3 separate regions of the Rattus norvegicus genome follow, and all the other regions are linked to region 2. Evidence: chromatin contacts called from public Hi-C data. All regions are on one chromosome and are shown on one strand. The core of a region is the stretch at or near the end of the contact, and the rest is flanking DNA. Distances in the headings are between cores, read along the strand shown.

The links. A called contact is a pair of places that touch in the nucleus more often than the background predicts.
Region 1: a Hi-C map of the A7r5 cell line shows a contact between it and region 2, with 4 times the contacts expected there. The contact joins two enhancer-like sites. A contact is called at or near these places in 1 of 12 Hi-C or Micro-C datasets (the A7r5 cell line) and 1 of 1 datasets of contacts at active chromatin or transcription factors (oligodendrocytes).
Region 3: a Hi-C map of the A7r5 cell line shows a contact between it and region 2, with 8 times the contacts expected there. The contact joins two enhancer-like sites. A contact is called at or near these places in 11 of 12 Hi-C or Micro-C datasets (the A7r5 cell line, the Rat2 cell line, Schwann cells and 7 more) and 1 of 1 datasets of contacts at active chromatin or transcription factors (oligodendrocytes).

The regions. Positions count from the first base shown.
Region 1 is chr2:59,513,220-59,517,886 of GRCr8, reverse strand. All of the region lies in intron 3 of Slc1a3 (solute carrier family 1 member 3), which reads left to right. Among named protein-coding and RNA genes, the nearest start is that of Slc1a3, 42 kb to the left of the region's middle. Within about 2 kb of position 1,361, at least 14 of the 93 cell types and tissues checked have an H3K27ac peak or open chromatin away from gene starts, as enhancers often do. A contact at or near this core is called in the A7r5 cell line, where this site is marked.
Region 2 is chr2:59,718,550-59,722,864 of GRCr8, reverse strand. No RefSeq gene overlaps it. Among named protein-coding and RNA genes, the nearest start is that of Ranbp3l, 64 kb to the left of the region's middle. Within about 2 kb of position 2,249, at least 7 of the 93 cell types and tissues checked have an H3K27ac peak or open chromatin away from gene starts, as enhancers often do. A contact at or near this core is called in the A7r5 cell line, where this site is marked.
Region 3 is chr2:59,486,093-59,490,256 of GRCr8, reverse strand. It overlaps Slc1a3 (solute carrier family 1 member 3), which reads left to right. Exons shown (of 10, transcript NM_019225.2): 8 at 506-700; 9 at 2,832-2,966. Among named protein-coding and RNA genes, the nearest start is that of Slc1a3, 70 kb to the left of the region's middle. Within about 2 kb of position 2,891, at least 19 of the 93 cell types and tissues checked have an H3K27ac peak or open chromatin away from gene starts, as enhancers often do. A contact at or near this core is called in the A7r5 cell line, where this site is marked.

The sequences.
Region 1 (4,667 bases), core at 112-2,611, 200 kb after region 2:
GGAGGAGGAGGAGGAGGAAGAGAAGGAGAAGGAGAAAAAAGAGGAGGAGGAGAGGAGGAGGAGAAGGAGAAAAAAAGAGGAGGAGGAGGAGAGGAGGAGGAGGGGAGGAGGGGAGGGGGAGGAGGAGGAGGAGAAGAAGAAGAAGGAGAAGAAGAAGAAGAAGAAGAAGAAGAAGAAGAAGAAGAAGAAGAAGAAGAAGAAGAAGAAGAAGAAGAAGAAGAAGAAGAAGAAGACGCAGAAGCAGCAGCAGCAGCAGCTGGGATCAAAGGAAATACAGAAACTGTATGGATGGAAGTTGGTCCATCATTGGGTTACTCCTCCATTGGCCATGCTGGCTGAGACTACCTCCTTTGTTCGCTTCTGACTGTGGCCACCTCCTGCACCCTCGTCCAGGAAGCACCATATTGATCCTCATCTCCAATGGCCTTTCTTTCTGGTCTGCCTGATCTCCCAGCCCCTTTCCAGGGTCTGTCTCTTTTCCTGCTGACTTTTTGTCTGTTACATGAAGTCAGGATGATCTTTCCAAAGCTCAGCTCTGCACTTCCTCCATACATTGCTTTTGGAATGAAATCCAAACTTCCAAATGCCTTTGGTATGGATCCTGTCTGCATCTTTCTATCTCAGTCCCCTTATCCAGCTCCTCCCTGCGCTCCTGTCAATGTGCCTACCTGAACTCTTCCTAGATTCTTCACCTGACATCCCTCCTCACTCTCCCGTCTTACCTGGTAAGTCGCAGGCTCCAGGAACCCCCTCCCACTTTTGCATTGCAGTTAGGTGGTCCCACTGTCTTCCCTCTCCTAGCCAACTGTGACCTGAATGCAAAAACCGCTGTGTTCAATAATCCCACCCCTAAGGACTGGCAACTGTAGCTTTTTGAGATTCTTGACAGTCTTAAGTTATCTTGTAGCTGTGAATGTCTCCACTTTCACTTTCAAAAGCATTCTATACTGTGTAGCGGTTTGCAGAGGTGTTTTTGGGAGGAGGAGAAGGTATTAATGTTTCCAGGTCTGATACTGCTTCCTTGAGCACTCTTAGACCAGGAGAGAGAGAGGGAGGGAGGAGAGAGAGAGAGAGAGAGAGAGAGAGAGAGAGAGAGAGAGAGAGAGAGAGAGAGAGAGGAGCGCTTTAACTTAAGAGATTTTATGTCATACTGCCAATTTATGCAATTGAATTTCCTTCCTTCTACCCTCCCTTTTTCCCTCCCTCCCTCCCTCCCCGTTCCTCCTCCCTCCCTTCCTCCCTCTCTCCCTCCCAGTTCCTCCTCCCTTCTTCCCTCCCTCTCGTCCAACAGGCAGAGAGCTTTGTAGTGCTTTCCTGAAAAGATTCACTGACTCAATCTTTTAGCTAATATTGGTGGAATGTCTGCTTAAAGCCATGGCACGCAATCCGCCCTAGGATACATGAGTGTGTCGGCCTGCTGTGAAAACAGTAGGCTTGACATGGAAGTTTTCCGCTTGCCAGTGAGTTCGCCTCTCTGACAGGCATTTCTGGATGTGAAGAAAGATAGATTTTGGCATCGCAACTCCAACTAGAGTGGGCACGCACGCACATGAGTGTACACGCTTTCCCCATCACCACCACCACCATTTAGTCAACCTCAATACCTAGGACTGCATGTCCTCAAAGCTCAGGAGCTACATTTACACTACAGCATAGTAGCCAGCTCTCAGGAAGTTTCAAGGGGAGAAAGGTCATCTTTCCCTCTCCCAGAGCTGAGCACAATTGCTTAAAAATAGAACAACGTGTGATTAGTGAGCCCTTTTCATCCTGTGCACCAGTAGCAGGTATACAGTTACAGACACAAAGCACTAGATTCAAATCTTCTGTAGGCCTCCGGAGAATTCCCATAGTTCCCCAAGAGCAAGAACTGGGCCTGAATGTCCAGTGAAAAAGGAAGTAACCGGATCTAGCTACGTGTCGGTAACATCGCTGTACCATGCATGGCTTCTTCCCAAGTCACCGTAGAGTGGGAGAGCACAAGGAGGTTTTATCAGGGACTTAACGCACACTCCTTTTCCAGACCCCAGAATAAAGTTAATACCTCCAAACGTTGGCCTGAAGAAATTATTATGGTTGCTCTAAGCTCTGGGAAATGCTTTGGGTTAAATCGCAGAAAACTGCCTAAGTAGCGCCTGCTGGAGAGCAGGGGGGCAGCTTTGAAAAGCTGTGTGAGAACACAGGTTGAAATCTCATTGGCCTCTTAATTCATTTTCTAAGATGGCCTCCTCAAGTTTCCGCACAGCTCTTGATCCTGACTGACCATGCGTGCTCAGGAACGGTCTCCCCCAACAAGCCCTTTTGTAAATATGTTTGCAGTAAGGGAGCAGCTTCCCCCAGCAGCACACTCCTCTGTGGCTGCTTTGCATTGATCCATGCCCTTCCCCTAGGAGATGGCTCATACTAGAGGTGAACAAATGCTAGAGGTTGTAAGAGATGCTAGCCCCCCAAAATCAGGTTATTTCATGTCTTGTTTAACATTTCAATGGCCTTTACGATTTTCCTGTGCTCCCATGTTCCTGTGTTCAAAAAAAAAAAAAATTAACTGCTATTTCTCTTCACACCAGTTCTAACCTATTCATTGATTCTGACAAGACGATCACTAAATCCTTGACTCCTAGTCAAGTCTGTCTGTAAACACACGTGCACTGATCTGACTTGGCTCATTAAAGGGATTTAACACTCCTTCTCTTGAGATAAGCTTCCCCAGTGGACCACAGGAGTGCTGCCACAAAACTAACTTATACCTTATTAGCTTCAAGTCCCCTCCTCTGGGTCCCCTCTCTTCTCCAACCATATGCAGAAGCCTTTCTCAACCTCACATCCTGTGAGACAGATCTGGCAAGGCTGCTGCATTCACCTGAGTGATCAAGCTTTGAGAGCACACACTGTGTTGTTTCTGTTTATGGCCCCTAGAGCTAGCACGCAGTAAGCACTCAATCCATGCATCTCACATGAGCCAAGGGGGCTTAGTTAAGAATACGGAGAATGTTAATGCCTTCTTCTTCATCCACTTAACCTCAGAAGATGCAGCATCTGCTCTAGAGGGACTTTGAGGTCCCTCCTGGAGCTTCTGAGAAGCACAACCCACATTGTTCAGGTCCACAGAAAATGCAGTGTGGCTTGTCTGTGCCAATGAGAAAGTTCCTATGCCTCAAAACAACACCTACGGCTCATCTGACTGTCTGTGATCTGATTGCTCACTCATTAACACCCCATTGATCCTTCTTCCGCCTCCCAATTTAAAATACTTGGCCTTTATACTCCTTTAACCCACAGCATCCGAGAGACACTTTACAAAGTACTGCAACTTTCCATGGCGGTTGATGTGCCTCTTGGCGTCGTGACCCACAGCATTTCCTTGACTTCCCTGTCCAACCTTACATAGCTCTGGGCTCTCATCGAGCATGCGTAGTAAATAGTTGTGACAGCAACAATGTGTGCGCATTCATGCTTCCTTCCTTTCTATCCCGTACTGCGTTTGTGCTCCGAGTGTTGGGCAGTAGTCACTGCCTGGCTGAGGCCATCCATTCACTCGCTACCCAGCTCTTCTGGGCGCTGCTAACCTTGGCCTCCAACCCCTTCATCTCCTGCTAACCTTGGCCTCCAACCCCTTCATCTCCCTCATCTGCAAACAAGATGTTTACATCATCAAAGTTGAACTGGGGCCCAATGAGAGGTACAGAGAACGTGCGGGCCACCATGGCTTATTTTTGGTAATCCTTGATTGATTTTTAAGAAGATAAACGTAGGGGCTACCAGACTAGCTCTAGACTAGACTCAGCCATGACTGACTGTGGAAGCCATTTTCACACTTGGAGCTCTTTTGTGTGGTGGAAATCAGAGTAGCAGGGAGAGTAATGGAAAGACTCTCTGCCTTGGGAGACTTGGTGGAGACCTAGACTACGAGCCTCCTTACCTGAGTCTGGGCTAGTGTCAGCGAGAACAGTACTCTTAGATTCTGTTTTAGCACCATGAACATGAACTCCAAAACCCTTTTTGCCTTTCTTGGTGGAAAGTGTCAAGCATAAGGTCTTTGAGAGAACACCATTTCTTTAGCCGTTGCCTCAGGTCCTCCTGGCATTCCCCACGGGCCATTGCTGCCCAGTTTCAGAGATACCAACATGTGTGTTTCTCCAATGTTTTCAGTGGACATGCCCCTGAGTCCTGCTCATTCTGGCTTGTGGATGCTGCTTACGGGACATTAGAGAAAATGAAAGGGGGTGGGTGGAGGAGTTTGTCAAGAAAGCACATGACTTTGCAAGCTAGGGAGGGGATTTTCTTTGTTGTTGTTGTTAATGTAACTAATTTCACTTTAGTACCCTTAACAGCAGCCTTAAGCTGACTTGTGTTAGCAAAGGCCATGAAGCTTTCATTCAGTCCTGGCTGTCGCAGTAACAAATAGTGTCATTTTGTGTACCAGTGAGCCTTTTGGGGTCATTGGTACCTCTTACCAAACCAGGAGGGCCTCAGCTCTAGCTTAGCCCCAGTTTTAGATGGCTAATTTTGGCTTTCTGATGACAGACTTGGTTTCCAAGGGTGTTTGTGGATTCCCTGTGGGCTTATGTTCTCTGTAACTCAGTTCCCCTAGCTTTAAAATGAGCGTGAGATTAGGCATGTGACTCTAGGTACTGCTTGCTCCAACTTGTTCTCAGCTCTGAGGTCTACCC
Region 2 (4,315 bases), core at 1,000-3,499:
ACACACACACAACCAGTAACATCAAAATAACCGGAAATAACAATCACCGGTCCTTAATAGCTCTCAACATCAATGGAATGTGTTCATTCAAAAAAAAAAAGGGCTCCTGGTCCCACAAAAAACTTCCATTTCTTTCCAGAAGGTGGCATCTGTGTACTGTGCTCAAAAAGTCCTCCTCTGATTTGTGAAGGAGGGGAGGGGGGGGAAAGAGGAGAGAAAGGAAAGAAAAAGAAAGAAAAACTTTCCCAGACAGTAAAACAACTTATAAACCTGTCTGAAGTAATTTCAGTAGCTGAGTGAAATGAGAGCCTGCCTTAGGACTTTGAGCAGCTGGGCGAGCTTTGCAAGATGGCAGACATACCTGCGAACTCTGGGACCCATAATTCAATTTACAAGTACCTTGACGCTGAAAGACTGCGGAGTTGACGCTCTGGAATTTGTCACAGTCACTGGAAGCTGCATGGCGTAAGAAAGGCCACAAGAGGTGGCTGGAATAGTGGACAGGAACGGAGCCCTCATGCTGTGGAACCTGTAACCATCTTAGCCTTGGTTTAGCAGGGCTCTGCTGTGGGAGCTGCTTGAACTGGAGAGAGAAATCCTCTAATTCAAAGGCAATCGCACAGAACTTCTGCCTGGTAATCTCCTCCGAGCATGTTACACCCACAGATTTCTGGGCTTTAGAGACCCCAAGGTCAAGAATACCTTTGGGACGTGTGAGTCTACACTGAAGAAGCATCCTGGAACGGAAAGTTTCTCAGGGCTTTAAATACAATCCACTGCTAGTGAAAGAGACGCCATGGTCAAACCTAGAAAACAGGACTCCAAGCCGACGCAAGAGCCCGGCTGGGACCGCGGAGTCCCGGGGTACCACCAGGTCAGGATGCCTGGTTCCTGGATTTCCTCTGGAAAAAGTTAAAACTCACAGTGGTTAAGACTGTATCCAAAGTTACACAGTTAATTATTAGAAAATATCGAATGCCGATTTCTAACAGCCCCTGCTTTTGAGCAGTATCATGGTGTCCCGGGGTGGGGGTGGGAGAGAACAGGAAATGGTGCATCTTATTTGCTTCTTCAGCCTTCCCTGCCCTCTTGGTTCCTTGTGTAAAAGACCCCGACCGGAACAAAATCTCTAAGAAATATTTGGCGGCGGTCAGTGAACTTTGGTTGCCTGTTTGCTCGTTCATTCAGTCATAAACAATAATCATAGGGTGCTTTCCAGTCTGACTTCTAGGCCCAAAAGAATGAGTTATGAAGAACGCAGGGCTAGCCTAGTCAACAAAAAGGAGATGCATACAAGAGTAAGATGGTGTCGGTCTGTGCTCTGGGCTTAAAGAAAACCAAGGGTGATGGACAGTGTAACCGAGAAGGTGAAAGTTCTTTTAGCGAGCCTCACCAGGGTCAGCTTCTTGGAGGCAGCTAGGCTGACAGAGATTCTGGAGACAGAGCATCGTCTCAGACATTTCCAGCCATGCTGAAGGGGATGTGTAGTCTGCAGGGTCAGCTCCAACGCTGGATCATAAACACTGGAAGAGGCAGGTTGAGTTGAGCTAAATGTAGGGAAGAGCTCCCCAGTCTAGCAGAGAAGGGAATTAATACCCAACTGTGAGCTTACCGTGTCCCCATTTCTTTGTAGTATTTCATTTAAGCCTCACAGTCACAATGGGTGGTAAGAGGAGCAATACCTATAGAAAGGAGAGATTTGCCTGCTCCCAATTTAGGTGTATGATCAAGTGAATAGTCACTTATTAGAAAGTCACCCGAAGGAACCCTTCATTGAATGCTAGGGAAATCCTGACATCTCTTCAACCCCTACCTCAGCTGAGTAATTTATGCTCTGTAAACGGGCGAATCTGCATACTATAGTGGCTGGCTGTGCTGGGAGTTATGTATAGACCACAGAACTGCACACTCTTCTAGCCATGCGTTGGCTCAGTATAAAGCACCCAGAGGTGAGCAATTTATGGTTCCTGAAATAAAATAGCTCCCTGACTCAGAGGGAAATGAGTGAGTTAGAGACCCTTAATCTCGTGATCTCCCAACACTGCCAGAAGCCCTAATTAAATCACAGAAAACATTGAAAAAGCAAATAAGACATACTCCAGATTCCAGCCAGGTAATGGAAAATTACAGAAACTCTTGAATAACAATAGGCACGTTTCCAGCTTGACTAAGTGCGAAGCATAAATTCTCCAGCGGGCCTTTCATTGACTACCCTCCCAGAGGAATGCAGCCATAGCAGTGGAACTCCTCTTTCAGTAAGAATTCGGACTGGAGCCCAAACCTGCATTGCCCAACCAGCACTGGTGGGAGTGGGAGAGGCTGGGATTGTCCCACGATCTGGAAATGCTACCCACATCACTTTCCTTCCTCAAGAGAGACATTTCTTCACTCGTTTCAGGAGAATAAGATCATACATGAACCTCGAGCAGACAGCTCTGAACCCAGTGGATCTCCAGAGGGGCCAGGACAGCTACCCCGGGTAGAAAGAGAAAGCAATCAAATCTGGAGTTACTTGAGTACTGACTGACCTTCCTGGAGTTTAGAGTAAGGAGTGAAATTGATGAAATCGACATTCCTCTCCTGTGACACTCCCCAGTTTTGTCAAAATTGACCAGTTACTGATTCCACTCATCTCCACATGGACGACAGTGGTCAGGAACAAGTGGCTGCATGGTCCAATCGCAGGACACAGAATTCCCGCAGGCCAGAAATGCCCATCACCTCTGGACGACAGCATCTCCCACTACCTGATCCTATTCTACATCCAGTCAAACACAGACTACTTGACAGCCCAGTCTCCAACTCCTTTCTGGGCAATAGTTAGCAGAGGAGAGAGGAGTGTATAGGCTGGTTTCCAACTCGAGTGAGTTGTAGGTTCTGACCTGGGTTTGAAAGAGCACGGGGTGTCAGCTGAGGGCGCATGATGTGTACTTAGAGCTGTACACTCCCTAAAGGCAGTTCTGTTTCTAACCTGTCAAGTGGAAGAGATGTTTAGTGGTTTACATGTGAATCCTAAATCATAATTTATTTTAAAATAGGTTGAGCATTTACCAAGAGGGTGCTCTGGACACGTGAGTCCATTAATTCTCAGGAGAGTAAGCATTCCAAGTGATACACGTTGCTTTTGCCTGGCTCGTACTCCCTGCATAGATTTGTGGGCGGTAGTCAGGGCTGTGCCTTCATCAAAAGAAAAGAAGAATAAATAGAGATTGGGCAGATTGTTTTTTATCAAACACAGCAAATACAGTGACCACTTGATAAGTGCCGTCCCCATCTTCATGGGCCCAGTGAGCCGCACTATTTATGAGACCTCAGGGCTCTGTGCAGTTAAGTGAAAGCATCCAGCCTGGTTCTCTTGGTCAGAAATCCTTCACCTCAAACAGTTCACAAGGCAAGAGAATGAAGTGTAATCTAGTTTATGATAAAAAAAAAAGCAACAGATCCGAGTCCAGACCATCTTAAAGAACTGGAGCCTCTCACCTTTACCAGGCAAATCTGTTAAGTATCCACTTCAACTGCAACTTCAGTCAGAAGATACTCCTGTAGGCAAATGCAGGGAGCCCATGCAGCAGTTATGGCCAGGTGGCACCCTTGCTCCTTGTCCCCGAGGAGCACACATCTCAGGGCAAGGGCCCTGGAGGAAGGGAGGACGTGAGGCGCAGGAAACCCAACCCAGGTCCACTACCTGAGCAGATGACCCTGGACCAGCTATAGGAGACAGGGCCACCTCAGAACAGCATGATGTCCCAAAGTGACCGCCTCTGTTGGCAGAAGCACAAAGACTGTGCTTGAACGTTTGTCAATCTTTGAAACACAGAAGTTTACACATAAAATCCAAATTTCAAGGTTTTTCTGAAAAGACCAGAACACATAAGCATGCAAGCTCTACATTCCTGCATAGGGAATTAGATAGCTGCTCGGAAATTCTGCTTGTTTTATGTGTTTAATTATTCTACCATATATATATATATATATATATATATATATGTATATATATATATATATTGGATTTAATTCCAAATTAGTACATAGAGAGCTATGTTCATTTAAAGTTATTGTTTTATTAAGTTTTTGACTCATGTTTGGTAAAATAGTCAAAAGACGTAAGGAAGACACAGAATTCTAGCCCTCCCCAGCCACCCTGTGCTACCCCAGAGGGAGCAGCTACTGTTCCTTCTGTGGTTTGCAGGCGCTGCATATGTACACAAGGGTCTTTTAAAATATGGGTTCTAGATCTCCCTCTACTAGGATCCACTGTGCATCTTTGAATAAAGCGCTCTCTGAGACTTAGTGTATTGGTCTACCCTACACGGTA
Region 3 (4,164 bases), core at 1,642-4,141, 230 kb after region 2:
TCCTCTAAGAGAGTGTGTCCAAACCTTCATCTTGTATCTGAGCCTAGGGTTGGGGGTAATTAGAGGCCTTTTGTTCTGGGTTCTAAATTTCAGGAATATTGTATTGGCTTTTGCACCTCTGATACTGATCATACCTCCTTGGGACCCGGAAACGGCTATTGGAAATCCCTTTAAGGGGCAAAGGGAAAGGGAAAAGCCCTTTCCGATCCACAGGCTTTCTGTCTTCCATTGACATCTGCCTGAGATAAAAGCAGAAAATTATGTGGGGCAGGCATCTATGTGTGGGAATCACCCCAAGTAGTGCCTGGGAGGAATCAGGCGCACAGACGAGTGCCCAAGTTCCCCTGGGAGGGCACCACACTACTCCTAACCTCCTAGCACTTTAGACAATGCTGACCTAGTCAAGACATGAGAGGGGAAGGAACTGTCTGTGCCCAAGAGCCAAGACAAAACACAGAACTCCTGGGGACAGCTCAGCTGACATGCCCTGCTTTGTTGCCCTCAGTTCTGCCACCCTGCCCATCACTTTCAAGTGCCTGGAAGAAAACAATGGTGTGGACAAACGCATCACCAGATTTGTGCTTCCCGTGGGGGCCACCATTAACATGGATGGGACCGCCCTCTACGAGGCTTTGGCCGCCATTTTCATCGCTCAAGTTAACAACTTTGACCTGAATTTTGGACAGATTATAACAATAAGGTACAAGGGGGAGATTTCTATTCATCATTTCCTTCAGAATGGTTTTTAACAGATGAGATCGAGATTGTGGTGAAGACGTTGATTAGGAAGGGATCCCACATAAATAGGAGGTTGGAGTTGGAGGGAACAGTTGTATTTCTCAGCTTTTTAACTTGGGGTGTGAATATTCATTCAAATAATACAGAAGTGAAAGACTTGGAAAGTATGATTTATTATCTGTTATCATATCACTCTGAGTCTTTGATTCCCAAAGACCTTTGCCAATGAAAGAGTATGTATGCACTAATTAGTAATTAACCATACCACACACACCGCATGCTCTTTGATTAGTTTGTTTATCAAATCAGAACTTACAAATATATCTAGCCCATTTAAAAGATATATATATATATATATATATACACAAAATATATGGTGCAGATAATTCCATTTTAACAACATTAAGTTAAACCGCAGTTTTGAAAATATTCAACTATGTTTATAGGAAATATTGAAAAGTGAAAGTACACTTGAAAACTAGATAAACTTACTCTCTTGGGTTAATTTTCAGACAATATAAGGTAGATAACAGATCATACAAGCAAGGCTGAGAACTCAGTTTATGGGGAATCATCCAGAAAGACCAAGGCAACCAACAGGAGACTTTAGGACTCACTCCTGTTCAGACCATCTGTGCCCTCAGTTGCTATGGGCTTGGTTTGGCTAATAGTAACAATATTAGAAGTAAGGCTTTTGGTTTTTGTAGCTCTTTATCAGGGAAGTTACCTTATCCATAGAAATATTAAAACAATATTACAATATCCTCTACTGAGATCTAGAAATTAGTATTCGGCCATTTTTTTCTTTTTTTTTTCGGAGCTGGGGACCGAACCCAGGGCCTTGCACTTGCTAGGCAAGCACTCTACCACTGAGCTAAATCCCCAACCCTATATTCGGCCATTTTTGTGCTCTCCCTCTCTCACTCCCTCCTTCAGTCTTCCTCTGTCTCTCCCTTCCCCCTTCCCCTCCCTCTTTCCATTTCTTCTTCCCTTCATATTCCTGTCATATTTCACTTACACCATTCAGCATCTCCTAAGAATAAGAATATTCCTCTATGCACCCACAGTAATAGAATCCCGGAAGTACTTCCAGAGTACCCGTCTACCTTCAGACTGGGTCCATACTGGCCACACACACACACACACACACACACACACACACACACACACACAATTATAACACTACAGGGTTTTGCTCATAAATCATTTGCATTTGAATTGATAAACTTAATTTTGTGGCCACATCAATCATAGAAATTCAGACTCTTGAATAAGGTGATTATTAGAAATAAGTTGTCACTATAACTCTACGGCCCTTTAAACCTCAAGGTCACCTCCATTGAGGTGCTGCGGTGAATCTAGGGCCTCACGAGTGTTAGGCAAATGCTCTACCACAGAGTCCCCCACCCCCTTCTGGCGCTCATTACACCTTACAAACTGATTTTGAGGACCTAGAAAAGAATGTAGCCCCCAGTTTCTTCACTTAAAAAATGGTCACAAAATAAAGCCCACTTCACTGTGGGCCACAACACCATTGTGACAATCAAGCAAGGCAAAGCATGTATATTAGCTGATACATAATAAAATATGCATGCTCAAATTTGATTAGTCTGACAGGTAACTAAGTGAATTGTTTGGCTTTTTGGGTTTTTTTTTTAAAGATTTATTTCTTTTATGTATATGACTATACTGTAGCTGTCTTCAGACACACCAGAAGAGGACATCAGATCTCATTACAGATGGTTGTGAGCCACCATGTGGTTGCTGAGAATTGAACTCAGGATGTCTGGACAAGCAGCCAGTGCTCTTAACCTCTGAGCCATCTCTCCAGCCAGAATTGTTTGTCTGTGTGTATGTGTGTGTGTATATATATATATATACATATATATATGTATATATATACACATGTATATATGTATATATGTGTTTGTATGTGTATGTGTGTGTATACATATACATGTACATATACGTATACATATATTTCCATTCTTCTGAGGCAGGTCCTCCACTCAAGCAGGGGAACACGAGTCTTACAAGGTACTCTCCACTAGGAGACATCTGTAAACTTTTCCATTTTGTCCTTCTGTCAACAGTATCACAGCCACAGCCGCAAGCATTGGGGCAGCTGGCATTCCTCAGGCCGGTCTAGTCACCATGGTCATCGTGCTGACATCTGTGGGCCTGCCCACGGATGACATCACACTCATCATTGCAGTGGACTGGTTTCTGTGAGTATTTGGGGGACTGTGTGCTGACACACAGATCCCACCCGCAGACCCATCCCCCTCTGGCACCCCCACAGTTCTAGAATGATAACAGCCTCGTGGGCTTGGAGAAGAACCGAGGGGAAGACACACTGGCTTATAACGGAATCATCCTCACCACCGGACCCCAGTCCTCACCTACAGTCCCAGCCTAACTCCCTCCTCTCTCAGCCAGCGGGTGGGGCACATCTGGCTGCTCTCCCTCCTCCTCCATAAAGCCACTCACTGTCTGCAAAGCTGACATAAGTCAGCCAGGCTCTCTCCGGGTTGCGCAACACATCCCCTCAGCGGCTGGAGCCGCAGACCCCACGTGCCAGCTCAGGCCCTTCCTCCCTTGCTTCCCATTACAGTGAGATAATGCAAGGCAGATGTCTATGTCTGAGACTCATGAGGTGAGGGATGGCTGTGCAGACAGTGGGAAGCGAGCTCTTATTATCAAGTGAAATTGATTTGGGGCCCCGAGGAAAATCCCAAGAAATGAACCCTCTACCTCCTCAGACCCCACCACGTAGGGCCTGTCTTCAAGCCGCCTTTCCTCACCCTTCCAGGGACATTGTCTGTCCCTTGTCTCTCATAAATCCCTTCTACTGGGGAAAAAAATAGTTTAAGGGATGCTCTAGGAGAGGACCTCGGGGAAAGCATTGGATGCCGGAGTCCACCTATGAAGATGTCACTAGAGCTGGGAAGAGTGCAATGGTGTGCACCAAGGCTAGGGGACAGAGCCTATCCAGGTCACTAGGATCAGCTCTGAGCCTGTGACAGTAGTCACCTACCTAACCACCCCAGTTTCCACCTCCCTAAAAGTGGAAATGCCCTTGTTCTCTGCCCCTGCTGACACTCAGGGGATTAAATTCAGTGACAGGTAAGAACTTAGCCTGTGGTCTGACTCCTCCGAGGCATCAACTGGCACAAACGCTTTGGGGCTGGGGATGTAGTTCAGTTGCTAGAGTGTTTGCCTAAGTTCATGAGGCTCTGGTTCCTTCCCCAGCACCACATAAACTGAGAGGGAGGAGGGAAGACTGTTCAATCCTGCAATCTCAGCTCCTGAGAAATAGAGTTCAAGGCTATCCTCTTCCACCACATAATGAGTTCAAAGGCAGCCTGAGCCAAATGAAAACTTGACTCAACAAAAAAAAACAAACAAAAAAACAAACAAACAAAC